Regions from separate parts of the Triticum aestivum genome. Here region 1 is linked to region 2. The links are chromatin contacts, called in public Hi-C maps. All regions are on one chromosome and are shown on one strand. Each heading gives the region's core, a stretch centred on a gene start, on an enhancer-like site or on the middle of the called end of the contact. The rest is flanking DNA. Distances are from core to core; before and after follow the strand shown.

The links. Hi-C and Micro-C count contacts between places; a contact is called where the count stands out from the background.
Region 1: a contact with region 2 is called in a Hi-C map of leaf, with 4 times the contacts expected there. The contact joins two enhancer-like sites. A contact is called at or near these places in 3 of 5 Hi-C or Micro-C datasets (all in leaf).

The regions. Positions count from the first base shown.
Region 1 is chr3B:41,327,906-41,331,373 of IWGSC CS RefSeq v2.1, reverse strand. No RefSeq gene overlaps it. Among protein-coding and RNA genes, the nearest start is that of LOC123064614, 19 kb to the left of the region's middle. Within about 2 kb of position 2,198, at least 2 of the 8 cell types and tissues checked have an H3K27ac peak or open chromatin away from gene starts, as enhancers often do. A contact at or near this core is called in leaf, where this site is marked.
Region 2 is chr3B:41,272,883-41,276,263 of IWGSC CS RefSeq v2.1, reverse strand. No RefSeq gene overlaps it. Among protein-coding and RNA genes, the nearest start is that of LOC123064614, 74 kb to the left of the region's middle. Within about 2 kb of position 1,968, at least 3 of the 8 cell types and tissues checked have an H3K27ac peak or open chromatin away from gene starts, as enhancers often do. A contact at or near this core is called in leaf, where this site is marked.

The DNA of each region.
Region 1 (3,468 bases), core at 949-3,448, 55 kb before region 2:
TCACCTCCGAGCAAGCCTCGCCCAGCCAGCCCGAGTCCGCCGCCCTCCACCCCCCTCGCCTGCGACCCGCGCCGCCGCACACCACCTCCCCGCCGCCACACGCGCGCACGCGCATGAGGCACCACATCCAGCCACCTCGCGCCAGCCGGAGAGTTGCCCCGCCGCCGCCGTCCCCGGATCCAGGCGAGCTTTGCCAGCCGGAGCCTCTGGCGGTGGCGAGACGATGGAGGGGCTAGGGTGCAGAGGCGGCGGCGCTAGGTTTTTCGCCCCCGAGTCGCCAGGGAGGACGACGGGGGGGGGGGGGGGGGGGGAGAGGGGGGAACGCGAAAACGACTGCTCGTCGTTTCTTCTACGCCTAGTGTTTCGTTACAACTCTATGACGACAAAATGAAGCGTACGCGTCAGTATGGGTTTGGAGTGCTCGTGGACACTTCTCAGCTAAAACGTCACACTCAGGGTGCTGCTGAGCTTGTCACTTTTGTTTTCGACGGAGAGCTACCATGCCGACCGCTTTTGATACCGTAAAAAACTGCCCAAATGACCCAATTATGAGGCGCCCAGCGGAAAAGCGACCAGTGCTACGAACACCCACACAGTAGCAATCACAACGTGGCGCCCGAAGTTTCAACAATGGTGACCGGTAAGAGAAACTCTAGCAGACTCCGCATCCCGCCGACCCGCATAACTCATTTGCAGTTTGCGCAAAATAATTTTTGGGGGCCGGCGCGGGTTGGCGCAGATGCAGACCCTGCATAATGAACCCGTAAAAAAGCATATTCGCGGAATATACTTTTTTACGGGTCGGCTTATGCGGGTTATGATCAGGCGCAGCTTGTCCCGGCCCGTAAAACTTAGATTGATCTATCATAATGCATTTATTTGCTTTTGCAACAACATTAGATACAAAATATATCACCAAATCTTGGCTAGAATAGTAAATCCAAAGAAAACAAGAACCACAAGAATGCATTTCAGAAGATTTCCAACTTCCATAACTGCTCCCACTAGTTGTAGCAATATCTTCTCCATGCACTCATTGTTGATCTGTGGATTCTTGATCTTGTTTTGTTCATTCTTGATGCTTTCTTCATTCTTCATCTTTGATTTTGAAGAAGTCGACGTTGCTTCCTCTTTAGTTGCACATGCATCTGCATCATTGCCTTCGATTGTACTAAGGAGTGCACTAACATCTATTAAGTTTCTTTCTACCTACAAATCAATGTATTGGCCTTCCCAAAACCAAAATGAGCATCCATCGTCCTACACAAAAGATTGAGCAATCTCGGAGTGAGCTACGGTATTTGAACTTAAGAATGAGCTATGAGCTACCGCAAGTGCACGTACCCCATCGTTTTCGCATTTGTAGAACACCCATCTGGGGTGCTTCCGCGTGCCCGAAGTGAGCCGCAGCACTTGGCGTGGGCAGTCGTCGCACTGTATGAGCGACATCGGCAGGCCACAAAGACGCTGCGCGAGCACCGAGCACGGTGGACGGCCGGACGAGTCCATGCCCACAAACCTTCGGCAACGGCGGGCGGACGAACCCGCGCCTGCATGTGGCGATGCGCCCTTGCCTGGGCTGCGGGAGAGGCTCGCCGACCACTCCATCGCCTGGGGCAGTAACCGGCGGCAGGAAAAAAGCCAAATCCAACTGCCGGCGATGAAGCCGCAGATCTGCAAATCCGGCGGTCCGTCGATGCAGGGAGGAAGGGAAGGGAGGCCTCGTGCGCGTGGAGGCCTTCCAGCGTGCTCCTGCCGGCTGCTCTCACCGGAATCTTGGGCGACGACCGGCGGCGGCGCGAGGGGGGAGGAGGGGTGGTTGGTGGGGGAGAAAGCGCGGGATGAAATGTCCCCCCCACCAACCGCTTCCGCTCATATGTAGGGCACGCAGCCGCGCGCGGGGGTGGGGGGGTAGGGGGGGCGTTTTCCCTGGTTGGGGCGGGGAATTTGCCGCGCCCCGCAAAAATTTTTGCAGGCCGAGGCAAGATGCGGGTTCTGATCGGGATGCATTTTCGGCCCCGACCCACATTTTGACGGTTATTTTAGGGGTCGGGGCGGGATGCGGGGTCTACTAGAATTGCTCTAATAGCCTAATGGGAATAGTACGCGCAACACAGTGGTCAAGTCCAAAGACCAGCATGCATGCATGTGATCCATCGGCCAACCGACCGGGCAGTTTCGGAGCGAGCATGCGCGGCCGTTGGATCGCTATCGCTGTCGATTGAATGGTCCCGACAGACCGCGAGCACGTACGTCTACCGGTCTACGTGCCTCGGTCAAAAGTCGCTGCTCTCTAAACATGAAAGTTCGTGTTCGTACGCACGTGTATGGATCGGTTGCTAGGCCTCATCTACGATGGACAAAGAGAGACACATCAAGGCAAATGGTCTGGCGACGAGGACGTGGCACCTGCTTCCCAATTCCACATAAGCACCTCGTCTCTGCTCTCTTGACTCGGGAATCACTGGCCGGCCGATTGACTCGATGGAGAAAATTACTTATCGTGCATATGCTGAGACATTGGAGTTGTGTGAGAACATTGGCGTGGCCTCGTGTAGTGTTTGCTTATCCAAGAGTGGACATGAGACGGAAGAAACGAATGTGTGTCGACATGCATGTGCATGGTCGAATTGGATTGCGGGTGACCCGTCAGTCTATCAGGCTAAGGGGCATGGAGCTGGAGCAACGGATTGGATTGAGAAAAATGGGCGGCTCCCACCGCTCTCCTTGTCCAGCAGGCATAGCTAAGCCCTTAGCTGAATGTTTATTTTAAGAAATATAGATATATGCGAACATAAAAAGATTGGCAAAGCTTTGCATTCTCATGATCAAAACACCTGCTTTGTGTGTGATCAAAACACCGAGCAACACCGAGCAAGGAGTAAGACAACAGTAGTTTCATTGCAATTATTGTTTCTTCTGATGAGATATATACCATGCATATTATAGTTCTGTATGCACTGCGCCATGCATTATAGGATTGGTTGCCCCACGGCACAGCAGTAGACCTGCTATCAATCACTAGTTAATTACTACTACCTCCATCCTGATTTATTGGTCCTATTATATTTTGTGTCAAATTTTCATCATAAATCTAACTAAAAAAATTTCATGCATGTTATTAAAAATTATATCATTGAAAACTATGTTCAAATATCATCCAACGATATAATTCTTGTTGACATGCATTAACATTTTAATTGTTAAATATTTGATCAAATTTTAGCACAAATTATAAAAGGGACCAGCAAACCAGGACGGAGGTAGTAGTGGGTACGACGACGATGACATGGAGTGGATTAGTTTATTTTCATATGGAATCATGAGAGGCATATGTGCATGCATACCTTCTCGTCGCCCTCACCCCCCACCGGTCGCGCAAGCTCATACTGTCATACATATACTCCATAATATGGACTGTTGCAAAGCTTGGAGCATTTTCCATAATCTGGCGGCTTCTCTATGTCG
Region 2 (3,381 bases), core at 719-3,218:
ATGAAGTGTTTCTTGAAGGCCGAAATCACTATTCTGACCTTTTCAGCAATCTTTGCCACAAAGTGAACTCGACATGAAAGTATTTCACGATCTAACCCTTTTAGCAACGCCAGAGCCCGTGACGTTTCTTTCCCAAATAAAAACGCCGAGCTAGCTAGCGTTCCTGCCCAAAGAAGAAACGCCCAGGTTGCTCGCATTGTGGACCAGGAAAGCAACGCCAAGGGCTTTGGCGTTTCTGCGCTGGCACCCAGCCCATTAGCTTCACCGTTGCCAAAGTAAAAAGCTGCTCCTAAATCCAGGGCCTAAACGCCAAGCCCTATGGCGTTTCTGGCCAAGGCAGCAACGCCCACTTGCTTGGCGTTTCTATGTGGATTGGAAATGCTAGCTATTCCGGAGTTTGAATGTGGATTTGAAACGCTAGCTAGCTCGGCGTTTTTATATAGAGAAGAAACGCCACGGTCTGTGGCGTTGCTAAAAGGGTTAGATCGTGAAATACTTTCATGTCGAGTTCACTTTGTGGCAAAGATTGCTGAAAAGGTCAGAATAGTGATTTCGGCCTTTCTTGAACGTTAGGTGCTCCTTTTTGGTTCAGCAAGACAGGCTATCGATAGGTCAACTGGACGTGACGTGCCCAGAGCATGAAAACACGATTGGGTGTTGGTTCAGGATGATGGAGCGAGCGGGTATACTCAGGAAGTCGAGCTAACGAGTGCTCGCGATTTTGGCGCAGCAACTTGCACCGTTAACCGCCCGCCCGGGATCGATCGGGAGTGCAGTTCGCGGGAGTCGCGGATGGGCCAACAACCAGCGTTCGTTCGTGCGCGCAGCGGAAGGGAAAGAGCAACGTCGCGTCCAACGCCCGAGCACGACCGCGACGTCCGTTGCGTTTGATCTGCGCGCACCGTGGTTGCGTCGCGCGGGCCGGTCAAGAGGGATACCGGCCTAGCGGGGCGGGGTGCGTGCCTGGCTGCCGGCGTACGTCGTCGGCTCTAGGGGCGGGCGCGTGGCAACTTCTTCCTGCTCCAGCTAATTATCCTTCGTTAGGGCCTTGGCAATCACAGTAAATCAATAAAAAAATTCACAGTCTCAAACGACTCGGTTTATCAGATTGTCCCGATGGATTCGGAATAATAATTTCACTCAGGAGGCAACAAGGAAGACCGACCGCGGTACACTGCGAGCTCTACTGCCGCGGCGTGTGCTTTTCTCGGCCTGGGCCTGCTGACGGCCGAGCAGTTTTCCATGGCCGCGTCACGCCCTGCGTACGATGCCTGCAGAGAGTGGACGACGACCAGGGGTGCTTTTGATGCCTATCTGGTTTCGTTTTTTTCTCGGCCGTGACCATTTGGAGCACGCAACGCAATGACGCAACCGCCAGAGCTGATGCATGCATGCAACGACGACGGGCTGACTCACCTCCGTCCTGTTGCCGCGTCAATGGTTAATACACAACTCGCCCGACCGTACATCAAGTTGCCGTCTACGGGGCGCATGAAAGGCGAAAGCACACACGCAAGGCCACTTGCATAACTAATGTATAACAAGCGTATACATACGTATGCGCGCACGCACGCACGCACGGAAATACGCACGGAGGCCAATGCAACCCATCCCCATCCACGCACCTAATCATATATACAAGAAAAACGGGAAAAGGAACACATATGACACACAAATATCACTCAACTATACCCGCCATTTCTTCTACACCGGTACCATTATTTTACCATGTATATGGACGAAAAAAAGCATAAGCATCAGCATGCATGAGTATCAGTATATGGAGTTGGCTGGAGTGCTCGTGGCCACTGTTGAGCTAAAGCGTCACGCTCAGGGTGCAGTTGAGCATGTCACTTTTATTTCTTGCCCGAGAGCTACGTAGTACGAATACGATCCACTTGTTATACTGTAAAAACCGCCCGAGTGACCCAATTATTAGGGGCTCCAACAAATATCCAATACAAAAGCGACAAGCACTACGGCCACCCGCACAATCCAGCCCCGTTCCCATCGGTTGCAATCACAACGTGGTGTCGTACGTGCCTCAAGTTTCAACAATGGCGACCGGGGCCTTTTTCTTTTATAAAAAAACAACAGACTGGGCAATAGGCCAAGTTGAAGACCAAATGCACGCACCGACCGATCGTAGTAGGAGGCAGTTTCGGAGCAATCCACGGGGATTCGACGGACGATTACAAGAAAGAAGATGATGAGACCGGCGAAAGGGGCTTGGTCTCAAGTCAAGCGTGCATGCACTACCGTTGGATCGCTGTCGATCGAATGGTCCCGACAGCCCGCGAGCACGTACGTACGTCTTAGGTGCCAGGTCGGTCAAAAGTCGCTGCCCGCCAACCAGGAAAGTTTTTTTTGAGAAATTCTTCATCCAAATTACGAATCAGTACAAAGTAGTTGACTCTTACAAGCACACTGAAACGCAAACACAAAGGACCATGAACACCTAGAGTACCCTAAGACAACCATAACACAAGAAGAACTCCGGAGCCCTGTGTCATCATCCCTGAATCTTGAGAGAAGACCCCTGCAGCAGAAGAATCTGCAACCAGTCGCAAACAGGTCATCATCTTCGACCACGATATAATTGCCGCCACACTGCTTCCTCCTTTCTTGACACCATCGCTGAGAGGGCATGGACATCAATCCAACACACCTGCAACAGTCGTCGCCATCTTTGGCTTTAAGTACCGCGAAAAGTGTCCCTTCCGAAAGGAAGAGAACTCGAGTCATCCGACCGGTCCAGCACCACGGCCGGGCCATCTGCCCGGACAAAGCAGGATCTCCCACCAGCATCAGCGCAGAGGAAGGAGAAGAACAGCAGCAACAAATCATACCAATAAGGAAGAAGAAAGGTCTTCGTCTCCCTGCATCCATCGCCCATCTGAGGATCCAAACGGCCAGTGCGCGCCAATGGACCTCCAACCACCATAGCCCGCGACCTCGACAAGATCCGGGGATCCCCAACACCGCTGGCTCCTAGACGAAGGCAAAAGCCTCGCCTGACCGTGAACGAAGCCCGGAGAAACTTATTCCGACGCGACACCACCGCAACGGCCTCGGCAGCGTCTCCCTCAACCCTAACCCTACCACACGCCCACCTAAAGAACAGACCCGGGGTTCCCCCTCCCTCCCGCCGCCGGAGCGGCCGACGAAGAGAGAGGGAACCGGCGGCGTCACCGGTGGCGCGCAAGGGATCCCGGTCGCCTCCTCCAATCGCCTGATGCGATCCTGGCGGAACGGCGTTCCCTGGTTGAAAACAGTTCTTTTTTTCCTGCCAACCAGGAAAGTTGGTTCGTACGTGTATGGATCGGTGGCTAGAGCTAGCGAGCTGGTCCTCATCCTACGGCGGAGAAAGAAAGAGAGACC